Linked DNA regions of Mus musculus: regions 1, 3 and 4 are each linked to region 2. A link is a contact called in public Hi-C data. All regions are on one chromosome and are shown on one strand. The core of a region is the stretch at or near the end of the contact, and the rest is flanking DNA. Distances in the headings are between cores, read along the strand shown.

What was found. A called contact is a pair of places that touch in the nucleus more often than the background predicts.
Region 1: a contact with region 2 is called in a Hi-C map of uterus, with 4 times the contacts expected there. The contact joins two enhancer-like sites. A contact is called at or near these places in 1 of 15 datasets of contacts at CTCF or cohesin (the NIH/3T3 cell line), 6 of 484 Hi-C or Micro-C datasets (liver and uterus) and 3 of 115 datasets of contacts at active chromatin or transcription factors (embryonic stem cells, heart atrium and kidney).
Region 3: a contact with region 2 is called in a Hi-C map of liver, with 2.1 times the contacts expected there. The contact joins two enhancer-like sites. A contact is called at or near these places in 2 of 15 datasets of contacts at CTCF or cohesin (the NIH/3T3 cell line and large pre-B cells), 5 of 484 Hi-C or Micro-C datasets (bone marrow-derived macrophages, liver, nephron progenitors and 1 more) and 1 of 115 datasets of contacts at active chromatin or transcription factors (embryonic stem cells).
Region 4: a contact with region 2 is called in a Hi-C map of uterus, with 7 times the contacts expected there. The contact joins two enhancer-like sites. A contact is called at or near these places in 1 of 15 datasets of contacts at CTCF or cohesin (the NIH/3T3 cell line), 4 of 484 Hi-C or Micro-C datasets (liver and uterus) and 2 of 115 datasets of contacts at active chromatin or transcription factors (cardiomyocytes and embryonic stem cells).

The regions. Positions count from the first base shown.
Region 1 is chr4:95,741,839-95,744,624 of GRCm38.p6, reverse strand. All of the region lies in intron 7 of Fggy (FGGY carbohydrate kinase domain containing), which reads right to left. Among named protein-coding and RNA genes, the nearest start is that of Fggy, 190 kb to the right of the region's middle. Within about 2 kb of position 1,519, at least 30 of the 459 cell types and tissues checked have an H3K27ac peak or open chromatin away from gene starts, as enhancers often do. A contact at or near this core is called in uterus, where this site is marked.
Region 2 is chr4:95,376,596-95,379,473 of GRCm38.p6, reverse strand. No RefSeq gene overlaps it. Among named protein-coding and RNA genes, the nearest start is that of Gm12707, 110 kb to the left of the region's middle. Within about 2 kb of position 1,488, at least 55 of the 459 cell types and tissues checked have an H3K27ac peak or open chromatin away from gene starts, as enhancers often do. A contact at or near this core is called in liver and uterus, where this site is marked.
Region 3 is chr4:95,003,980-95,006,770 of GRCm38.p6, reverse strand. All of the region lies in intron 2 of Gm12694 (a long non-coding RNA gene), which reads right to left. Among named protein-coding and RNA genes, the nearest start is that of Gm12694, 26 kb to the right of the region's middle. Within about 2 kb of position 1,335, at least 11 of the 459 cell types and tissues checked have an H3K27ac peak or open chromatin away from gene starts, as enhancers often do. A contact at or near this core is called in liver, where this site is marked.
Region 4 is chr4:95,787,776-95,790,514 of GRCm38.p6, reverse strand. All of the region lies in intron 8 of Fggy (FGGY carbohydrate kinase domain containing), which reads right to left. Among named protein-coding and RNA genes, the nearest start is that of Hook1, 180 kb to the left of the region's middle. Within about 2 kb of position 1,469, at least 10 of the 459 cell types and tissues checked have an H3K27ac peak or open chromatin away from gene starts, as enhancers often do. A contact at or near this core is called in uterus, where this site is marked.

The DNA of each region.
Region 1 (2,786 bases), core at 270-2,769, 370 kb before region 2:
ACATTCACCTCCCGTCTCCACCAGCTCAGAAAGCTGCTTATCAGTGGATACTCACTGGAAGGCTTTTCTCAAGATCTGTTACTTAGGTAGATAATCTAGGGGACAAATTCAAAAGTAGAAGAGCCACAAAGTCATCGGGCCCTCATTCTATATCACTCAGTGATAAGTATGAGCTATGGGATCTGACTAGACAGGCTTACTCACAGGCCTCCACCTCACCGCGTAGTTTCTGACAAACTCAGAATACCAGCCAGTGTTGCCTCACTTGACAAATGCAGGGGGAGAGCAGGATGTGCAGAGCTGTTTTCTGAACTTCATGTGAGATTACAAGTCACGTCTGTTCATAACTCAACTCTGAGACTCAGGTGCTCCCATGGCCAAATAAGGGGTGGCACATCTGCTCTGTTCAACTACAAAGTTGCTCTGAGGAGTAACTGGGCAGAAATGTGCTTCTCCAGTCTAAAGTTTAGAAATGTAACAGACCATTGCTAATAACAATGCTTGCTATAAAATCACCTCATCTTATACACATCTGTGTATAATAATTATAAGTAAACACTCCCCAAATCACATTATTGAAACCTGCTGCTTCCCCACCCTCTCTCCCAGAATACAGAAAATGGTGAGATAGTAACTGGCATGGTTTGTCACTAAAACAACTGTGATTTGTCCTAGCAAGGCAAGAACCAGAAGTTCTTTCCCTAAGACTGGCTAAATAAATTCCTCTGCCATTAGAAAAACAAACAAACAAACAAACAAACAAGAAAATGCAAAATCCTTATTTTGTTTCAACACAACTCAGAAGAGCAGTTTAAGCGAATGCAACATCTGACAGAAAATCCAATGTTGAGAATCAAAGACCTGTGTTCAACCTAGCAAAAATGTATGATTTTGACCAGAGCATGTTAATATGAGCGTAACCAGAAATTATGGAGATTCTGATACATTTAGGTGTAGATGAAGAATTGCTGGGACCCAATGCTTCTTCCTGAAGTACTGAACCAAGTACAGCTAGTATGAAAGGACAGCGGCCTCAGCTGAAGTGAGTGTCCACTGGTAAGGGAATGCCATTCTTTCATTCACCCAGTCACTAACTGTGACACCAGCTACTCAGGATGAAATGACTGTGCTATAAGAACCTACACATGAGTAAATAAGATGATACTGACATACAAACCAGCAAACATAACAACAAGAACACAGACAAAAGAAAGAGAGTCAGGGAGCCAGGGAAGGTTTCTATAAGAAGATGGCAGCATCTTCAAGCTTCGATGGAGAGTCAGAAGTCTGTGTGATAGGCAGGACCCACTGAAAGGAGTGGGGCCTGAGAGAGAAATGAAGTTGTTATTTTCTTTCAGGACAGTTGGGGCGCTGGAGCCAAGAACAGACCTGGAACAAAGTTAATGCTATTTTTACAAGCTAGAAAAATACCAGCAGCAGGAGTCCTGGCCGAACCACCCCCACAAAGTGCAAACAAAACCCCTCCTATCTGCTGCCTGTCTGCCGGAGAACTCTCTAACCAGTCCTTTCAGAACAAAATGTTCTTTTATCTTTGATTTTTTTTTCATTCCCACAAAGTCCTTCCTCCTCTCTTTCCAGAGCTGGAAAACACATGAATTGAGCTGTGTTGCTCTTTGATCTTTATCTTCCCCTCCCAGGCTGTCTTTGGGAATGAGAGTCTATGGGATATTTCTGCTGAGAGTTGACCCCTCCTCCTGGTCAGAATATGGGGTCCATAGCTGGTCAGGTCAGGCAAGCATATGACAGCCCATGGTTGTCAAGGCAGCTTTGTGAGAGGCCTGCATGGCATCCCATTACAAAGTTAGGCTCTTATATTGACATTTGGGGGTCTCAGCACTAAATTCATCCAACCAGTACTTATGGCTGTTTCTGGAAACCTATACAACTGAGAGTACTGAATTCCACATTCTCTTAGAGGACACGAGAAAGACAAAACCAGGGCACCTGGGGAGACAGAGCGAGTTGCATCTTTAGATTCTTCTTTTCTGCCTGACTATCTCCCGGACAGGAAGTGGAAGTTCTGTTGAGAGATATTTCACACCTGGGAGGGAACTTCATAAACAAATTACGTAAAAAAAATTGTGGGTGAATGTCTTTCATCCACAAATGAAAGGCATTCATCCACTAAGGTCTTCCCTTTCTAATAGGTATTTAGATTCTGGGGTGAGAAAACCAAAAAGAAAGGCTTCATTATTGGGTGCCTAGTATGTGGCAGACCAGTATACCAACAACTTCCTTTAAGGGGCGTATGTATGTATGTGTGCATGTGTGCGTGTGTGTATGTGTAATGTATATATCATCAGTTTTCACAGAAAAAAGAGATGAGCCATTGATAATCTTTTCCATCAAAGAATAAAAGTTTAAGAGGTAGCCCATTTGTAGGTAGAACAAGAATTTACTCTGGTCAGAAACCTGCTATCTCAAATCAATACTATGAAGCTACATAAACACAAAGCAGGAAGGAACAAGACAAATCTCTCACACTTGTGTGTTTGCTCACTGCTGATCATCTCCAGGTCCACACCCAGAACAGACAGGTCTGCACATGTTGGATTGTTATCTTTATTGTATCTATGGTCAAATGGTCTTCTCAGGTCTCTCAGGCTTTTGCTTTCCTCTGCAACCCAACATGACAGGTGGATAATGAGTGCAAGTTTTGCATCTGGGCCTCTCTACCTTCCCAGATACTCTAATCCTGAGCTGGCTGCAAGGTGATGATGGGACAAGAGACGGGAAAAGAAGGTATAAGGATAAAAGTTGTCCAG
Region 2 (2,878 bases), core at 239-2,738:
TGTGGGTAAATTGCAGAAAGATCTTAGATAAAAGAGACTTTAAATAGTTGCAGAAAGTATGAAGTGTGGCCTCCAGCTGTGACAAGATTCTCAAGTTTTGCTTCCTTTACTAATTTCACTAAGTTCCCATTGATTCCCATGAAACAGTACGTTCTGGGGCCTTCAGCTCTCTGTCTCCTCCTGGGAAGATGTATTTGTTATAAGGGGAATGAATACTCAGCAATCTTTTGTTGTCAGTAGAAGCAGAAAGAAGACAAACAAACATGTCCCAGAGGACTCTAGGATCATCTTCATCCCTCAGAGAAAGAAATCTGAAAACCTAAGGTTCTAACTGCCACCATCCCACCAACTGGCCCGGTGGTTGGAAGCAAGTCATAGTGTATCTATCCCCTGCCCCCATGGCCCGTGGGTTTTGATAGCCATTCAATAGGTGTATCATACGTAATTCCTTTGGCTTCCATTGGAATCTTTTTCTTTCACCCAGGACTGGTCCAGGTGGGACTGGCATCTGGGTGGAGGCTGGGTACGTGCCCTGACAGCCCTCCACGATCTTTGAGCCAAGCAAAAACTGCCTGCTGCCAGGGTGAGATTGTTCCTGGGATTTGGCAACACCCAGCCAGCATGTCCTATCAAGGCTGAACTAAAAATAGGTCTTATGCATGGAGCCTAGAAAAAACCAGCAGCCCTGTACACAGAGGTTGGCTAATCAGATCAAACCAAGCTGCCACCACAGCTCTGGGTACCACCACCACTACAGTGTCACCTCCATCTGCCAGGGGTAGAACAACTGAGCTAACTTTCTCATGGTTTACCTGATTTCCCAATCTCTAATTCCTGTCCTGCAACCATCCCCTGCTCCCTCTCTCTGAATAAACTGATTTTTGGCGAGGTACTGAATATAGGCATGGTACACTAGGCTCACACCCCGGATCTATTATTTTTCTAGATGTTTAGTCAAAAAAAAAAAAAAAGTGACCAACCACATGGTTCCCAATTGCTTTAGCAATACAGTGCTATTAATTATCTGAACTTCTACTTCTCATGCTCCACGATTATTAAACGCAGCACATGGTGCAGCAATAATTCTAGAAATTTGTCATGTATCATATCACATGGGTGGATAGAGCTTGCTGAAGCAGAGTGCCTGGGCCCTCCCTGTGCTTCTGACTAGGTGGGTCTGGAGAACATGGCTTTCAAAGTTAGGTCCAGGATTGTTGCTGATGGTGATCTGGGGACCACATGGTGAGGACTTGGAAAGATGGTAAGAGTATGACTTTCAGGATCAGAGAGAAAAGGTACATACTATTCTTGGCCCTGTTCCTTCTGTCAGAAGATTTTAAGCAAATTATTTTCTCAACCATATCTAAAAAACAGGGGACTAATAATTCCAATTTTATGGTGTTGATGGGAGGATTAAGTGAGTTTATTCATGTAAAAGTGCTTAAAACAGCCTCTGGCAACAACAAGCCCTGAATAAACATTAGCTTTTATTTGTATCACAGAGTCTGCACAGAACATGAACTCCGTGCCTGTTCTTTTCTCTCTCTACACAGTTGCTGTCAGCTCCACTTAAGTTTCTTTCTTTATACCACCCATGCTCTGCCCAGGGTCTTTGTGAACAGGGACCACAGGACGAGCACAAATGCAATGTTTAAATAGGAAGAGTCGCAGAAGACCTTGACACAGGCATCATGAGTCTCCAGTGGTTGGAGAGCAGAATGAAAATGAAACCCAGGTTCCCTGTCTGCCCAGCCAATTTCCATAACATCAAGATCAGTCCCCAGAGGCAGACTGGCTGTTCCCAATAGTGCTTAGGGAACAACATGCCCCCGCCTTGCCCCTAGGCCACTGCCAGCATTTGGATTGTTTCCTCTTTGGTTGTTTATGACTGGAGACAGCACAGCTGTAAACATCCAACCGCTGAGCAGAGATGGCCATTTTATTTTGAATTATTTTTTTTTCCCCTGAGCTTGCATCCTCCAAGTTGAATTACTAGGTCAAAAAGTACAGACAGTATTAGCTCAAAGAAAACTAGACTCCTCGAGCCTTCCAGCAGGGAGGGACTTCCCATTTTCCCAGAGGGCTTATGAGGGCTGGAGATGCCGGTGTTTGAAATAAATCTGGAGCGGCAGACCAGCCCTGGGCCGAATCTTCAGGTCAGCAGTTGATACAACTGTGGCTGGCAGGAAGTTGCACCAGCTAGGACTGAGATGTTGATCAAACAGTGGTACCTTCTCTAAGAAATGGAATTTGGATTCGTGCTTCTCTCAGATCATTGTGCGTAAGGACCTTATAAATATGTATCTCTGATGTACAGGGCCTAGAGTACAGCCCAAGCTTCTATGTTTCTAGTAAGTTCTGGCTGAGGTTGATTCTCCTGATAAAGAGACTGTATTTTCAGGAAGCAAGGATTAAGATGACCCTGTCTTTGTCCACATGATTCTTTTGCCTGACACATTATTCTCAACATTCTTTTGTCTTCACCTCCAAATATTTCCCTCGACAGACAGGGTTAGGCATCCCAGCACCCATGACTATCACAGCTCTTCCTCCTGTATTCTTCCCTGCATCTGGGTAGGGAAATACAGCAAAGCAGCACACCTGGCTGCAAGATCATTACTCTCCAGTTGGCTCTCATGAATCGCCTTCGCCTCCCCAAAGCCTGCAGTTGGTGACCCTCCTCTGATCCTTGACAGCTTTTTCTAGGCCCCCCAAAATGCCGGCCCTGAACCAAGAATGAACTCAGATAAGTGAATAAGCTCCAGGAAGCTTAGCGTCCCTCACAGGGTGGCTCTAATAAATTCCAGAAAACAAAAAGCAGGTGTTGGCCATCTTTCTTCTGCCCAAAGAGTTATTTACACAACTTTCCAAAGCAATC
Region 3 (2,791 bases), core at 86-2,585, 370 kb after region 2:
ATTACAGCCATTGGTCTTTTGTTTTCTTTCTTGATCTTTTCTTTGTCTCTCAGTGATATTGTGGCCTTTTTTTTCCTTTTTTTTTTTTAATTTTCTTTTCTTTCTTTCTTTTTTTTTTTTTTTCTTCTTTTCTTTTTTTGAGACAGGGTTTCTCTGTGTAGCCCTGGCTGTCCTGGAACTCACTCTGTAGACCAGACTGGCCTTGAACTCAGAAATCCGCCTGCCTCTGCCTCCCAAGTGCTGGGATTAAAGGCGTGTGCCACCACGCCCGGCCTTTGTGGCCTTTTCTCTTCTGGTCACACAAGGTTCCTACAAACTTCGTCTTTTAACCATAAACTGTAAAGGACTGACATCAGAAATCTTGGGGGCAGGACACGAGCATTTTCTTTCCTATCACGTGTGGTGCTAGGGGTTGAGCCAGGGGCCTCATACGTGATGGGCGAGCATCCTGCCACTGACATGCATCCCCCCAGAATTTTTGTTCTTTACTTAAAAAAAAATTTGAACAGGGTGTTGCCAACTTGTCCAGACTGACCTTACACTCACCCTGTAAACCAAACAGCTTGAATGCACATGAAGCCCTGATAGGCATTGAACTTCTGATCCTTCTGATTCACTCAGGAGCTGGAACTACAGTCCTGCACTACCAGGCCTTGCTGGATCTTTCAAAGGTCCATCGTGAGACTTTCATTTCCATTGTAGATAACTGAAAAGCACAAAATAAGCTATAACAGCGTAGAAGGGCATCACCCAAATGACCATCACTGACATTATTTCCTACATTTGATTCCTCTGATTATAATTTATTTTATTTTTAAATACATATGATCAAGCCAAACCCTGCTATTTCATTTATGATTACTCAAAAGACATAGTTATATCAAGATCTTTATTACAACCATATTTAATCATATAGCTATTATATTATACTGAATAAATGCATCATACTTTATCTTTTCTCATATCTTGGACATTTCCAATATTTTGGTAGTATAAACAATGCTCAAATCTAAAACTTTCTATAAATATTTCAAATGTAAACAAATGTTGTGCACAAAGATGTTGGTTGTGACCTTTAATTTTCTACCTATCCCCTACCCCCAACATGCTCATGTCCTCTTGATCTTTATTGCACAATCCCAAGTCTCATGACGTGGCCTGAGCCATTCACTCTCTGGAATACTCATGAACTCCACTCATCTTTCTTAAAAGACGATCTTAAAAGCAAGCTCCATTGTTCTTTGCTTAGGACTGCTCCCTTCTCTGCTCTCTAAGACTTCTCGTCCTGGTCTCACCACCATTCTCTCTAATTGCTCTGTTAGATTGAGCAAAGCAAACATTTGGTTAATCATTTGGAAAATTGGTCATCACACTGCTGGCTGACTGGTATAATGGAGGTGGTCTAGTGTCAGAGCTAAAATCATTACTGAAGATAACACAGTTACTCATGCGTGTGTGTACAACCCGTCTACACGCTACCCTGTAAAGTCATTCTTTTTTTCTGTTTTTCTTTTTTTTTCTTTTTTTTTTTCTGGATGAATGTTCTTTGTTCTTGTAGGTTATAGCAAAGAAAGAACCCAGAGTCTAGGGCCCATTCTAATTCCACTCCCATATTCTACTAGATTTGGAGCAAAACTCTATGCTGGGCATCAAGTTGAGCTCTGAAAGTATACAACCAACCTAACAAGAAAGAGAGAGAGAGAGAGAGAGAGAGAGAGAGAGAGAGAGAGAGAGAGAGAGAGAGAGAGATTTGTATACAGAAGGCAAGCACACTAACAGAAAAGTGAAACAACCTGTATATGCATATGCCTATATGGCTACATAGGGTATTGGTTTAGGGAAATAAGGAATTAAACAAGACAAATGGTCCATATTGAAGAGACAGAAGAAACTGAGTGGAAGGGGAAGGGCAGAATTGAAATATGGAGGAGTATTTGAAGGTCAACAGATTGTCCCTGGGTGGAGCAGAGAGGAATGTATCAACCAGATAGCACAGAAAGGGACCTCCTTCAGGCATCAGAGTCATGCCATTGGGTGATATGAAGGTCAAAGTAAATAAGTCAAAAAATATGTGAAAACATGTAAAAAAAAAAGTTTAGGGTTATGGCCAAACTCACCTGCACCCAGCTAAAGGCAACTGCGCTACATCACAGCCCAGAATCACCAGTGCTTGTCTAAGGTCTCCCTGTAGCATGGACATTTGAAGTCCAGGAAACTACATCTTGCAAAATTTATATTCCCAGCATGCATTCATTTCCTAGAACTGCCATGACAAAATACCACAAGTTGTCCAATTAAGCAACAGGAATTTATTTTCCCACCGTCCTGGAGGCTAGAAGATGTAGATTAAAGGGTTAGCAGGGTGACTTCTTCTGACGCTTCTCTTCTCCTGTGCAAGAAGTCCTGCCTTCCATGCCATAGTCTAGAATGACACCGTATTTCTGGACTAAGGCCCACCTGACTCATTTCTTGCTACCTGTATTACCTTTTTAAAAGCCTTATTGGTGAATCCAGTCGCATTATGAGGTACCAGGGGATCAGGACTTCCCCATAGGGATTTCAGACGTATATTTCAACCTCTAACAATGAATTTCTGGATGACAGCCACACATTATTTCTATGATGTGTCACCTGACATAGAGGAGTCACTCAGTAAATAACCATTGAATCAGCCGTCGAGTCTCCAGATACTGTTAGGTATCCCTGTGTCTCCAAACACTCCCATCACCTGGGGAGCCTTCCCTCCCCCTCAGCACTTTGTCTCAGGGCCTTGTGTCCATGGGCAGAATCC
Region 4 (2,739 bases), core at 220-2,719, 410 kb before region 2:
GCAATAGAAAAATAGTTAAAAAATAAATAAATAGATAAACAACAATTAATGAAAAAGAGGCCATGAGCTTGAAAAAGAACAATGAAAGCTATATAGGAGCTTTTGGAGGGAGAAAGAGGAGAGTAACATAATTTTATTATAGTGCTCTCCCAAATACATGAAAATCTTAAAAAGTCACCATCTCTGTGCACGGGCACTAGCTATTGTCTTTTGGACATATCCTCTCAAACAAGTCACTGTGTTCCAGGTATGGCTAAGAGGACATTCATGCAAATCTAGACAAGAAGAAATCTGCTCTGTAGAACTCTTCTTCCAGTTTTGGCTTAACATAAAAAGGTAAGTTTAAAATGGCTAGGCAAAGAGCACTAAAAGCTATCTAGATGTGGTACCTCCCTTTGTGACTTTATAAACGTTTGTTTATAAATAAACAAAAGTGTTTGTCAAGCCCAGCTGAGATGCCAGGGCAAGGCTCACCGTATACATCTTTAAAAGGAGACTGATGAATGGCGAGACAGCATGAAGTCAAGAGGAAATGGCAGGTATAGAGAAGACAGGATGAAATGCCCTATTCCTTGCGTACCCAGGGACATCACAAATGTGACAGATGTACAGAAGTGATCCCAGCCCTCCTTCCTGTCAGCAGTACCGTAGGCCCCTGAGTCTACCATGCATCAGTCCTGGGAGACCTGAAATTGCTAGAAGGAACAAGTCTCCATCTCCAGGTGCCCAGTTTCACATTTTTTGCCCCTAGCCTTAAGATCCGGGTAAGCCTGAGTCCATTATACTCAGTTTTGATGAAAAAGGAAAAAAAAAAAAAAAAGAATAGGTTCAGAGCATTAACTCTTAAGTTCTAACTTAATGTGTGTTACAACTAAGACCAAACCAGGATTTAACCAAATCTGACTCTACGACATTCTCTTTCGAAACAACTTGATTTAAAAAAAAAAGTTGCAAAAAATAGAGTCAGAGACTCTTTCAGCTCAGCTCTTGTGGGCCATGAATAGATATGCAGCCTGTCCATTTAATAAAGTTGTGGACTATCCTATGTAAGGAAATGTGGGGCAGGGGCATAATCAAACAATTCCTGTTACACCCTCCCTCTTTTCTACAGGCAACAGCAGTGCTGTGAGGTTAAGTTGAAAGAAAAACTGTTTTACATTTAAATAAGATCATAGGAAAGAGAGGTGGTTTGTAACACCGAAGCAGTAATACAGAGACTCAAAGGAGAAAGGATATTGAGGAAAAGTTAATTTGGGGGTGCTTAACCCCTGTCTGTGTGCAAAAAAAAAAATCTCTACTAATATATAAGGTATGCAAACACTGTAGGACAATCAGAAACAAATGAAATGCTGGCTTCAGAGTAACAGGATTCAGCTGTGGGCAATGGCCAGGAGGCAGCTTTTGTTATGAATAGATCATCTGGATGGGAAGCAGGCCTGATTCCAGCCCTTGGAGTAGATCTTTTGGGGTATGAGAAAGTACTTGGGCCCATCTGGACTTCCTTAGGAGAAAAGAGAAGGGACGAAAACAACTGTCAGTAAAATATATGGCATGATACAGCACAGCTCTCTGAGGGTGGCTTAAATGGAAACTGCACGCTATTAATTTGTATTCAGTTTGCAAACCAAAGAGAATGATAATTGCCCTTATTTTTTAAATAAAAAAAAAAGGCGAACAAAGGCACACAGTGGGCGTGGAGGGGGGTGACTATTTGCCAAGAAGTTACTACAGTTGAATGCGTTTGTACTGGTAATCTCTGTGGTCTTGGAATTTCCTAGTTTACTGACAAGAAACCATGTCTCTTGGAGGTCAATGCCTTTCCATGGCTGCATGGATGTTATGTGGCAGGATGCAGATCTGATCTGGACCTTCACGTCTTTCTGTTGTAAGGGGTCACCTCTGAGCAATTCAGCAACTATGGAGTCAAAGCACATCTGGGGGCTCCAGGGAAGCAGCCATTCACCTCCTAGATTTTTACCATTTCCAGGGAAGTAGGTTTCTAGGGAAGGGCTATGGACTGCATGGGTAAGGCTCTGTCAGAAAAACTCTATGACTGAGTTAAGTTCACTTCAGGAGTCCCTAGATTTTCCCTCTCTCTACACTCACTAGGTGGTAAGATAAGGAACTGGCCTGGCTTTCAGACTTGTCAATTCCAGAGAACCCATGATCTCTGCATGTGATATAGTCTGGCTTGCCACTGGTCTGGCAAACTGAGAACCTGGCTCTCACTTTAGGGACAGACAAATAGCTCTTGAGTAGGAGCTATTTTCTTCTTTCTTACTTGACTCATAGGATGGTAAAGTAGCAAAGTATTGAGTCCTGGCAGGACAGAACGGCCTTCCGTGTGCAGAACTCGGGATGGGAAGCTGGACACTGAGGCTATACCCTTAGCCATAGTACAGAAGAGGACCGTCTTGTTCACCTATGAATAACAGGTCTGTGTAGCAAGTGATTAGCCTGGTCCCTGTCTGGCTCCCCTCTTGAAAAGACAGACAGGAAAATTTTCCTGCCAGGATGTTGAAAAAAATCTATAGGCAGGTTAGAATAGAAAGCAACTCTGGGCTGTCCTTTTTCATCTCTTCAGGCTTCAAGACAGTCTTGCCTTGCCATGTGCTGAGTCTATGACTCCCTGTACTCTTTATTATGTTACTAGGGAATATTTAATCCACATTTCTGTCTGAGTTCAAAGTACAGACAAGTCTCGTTAATCCTTGTAAGATGCAAAGATGTCTCCATGAG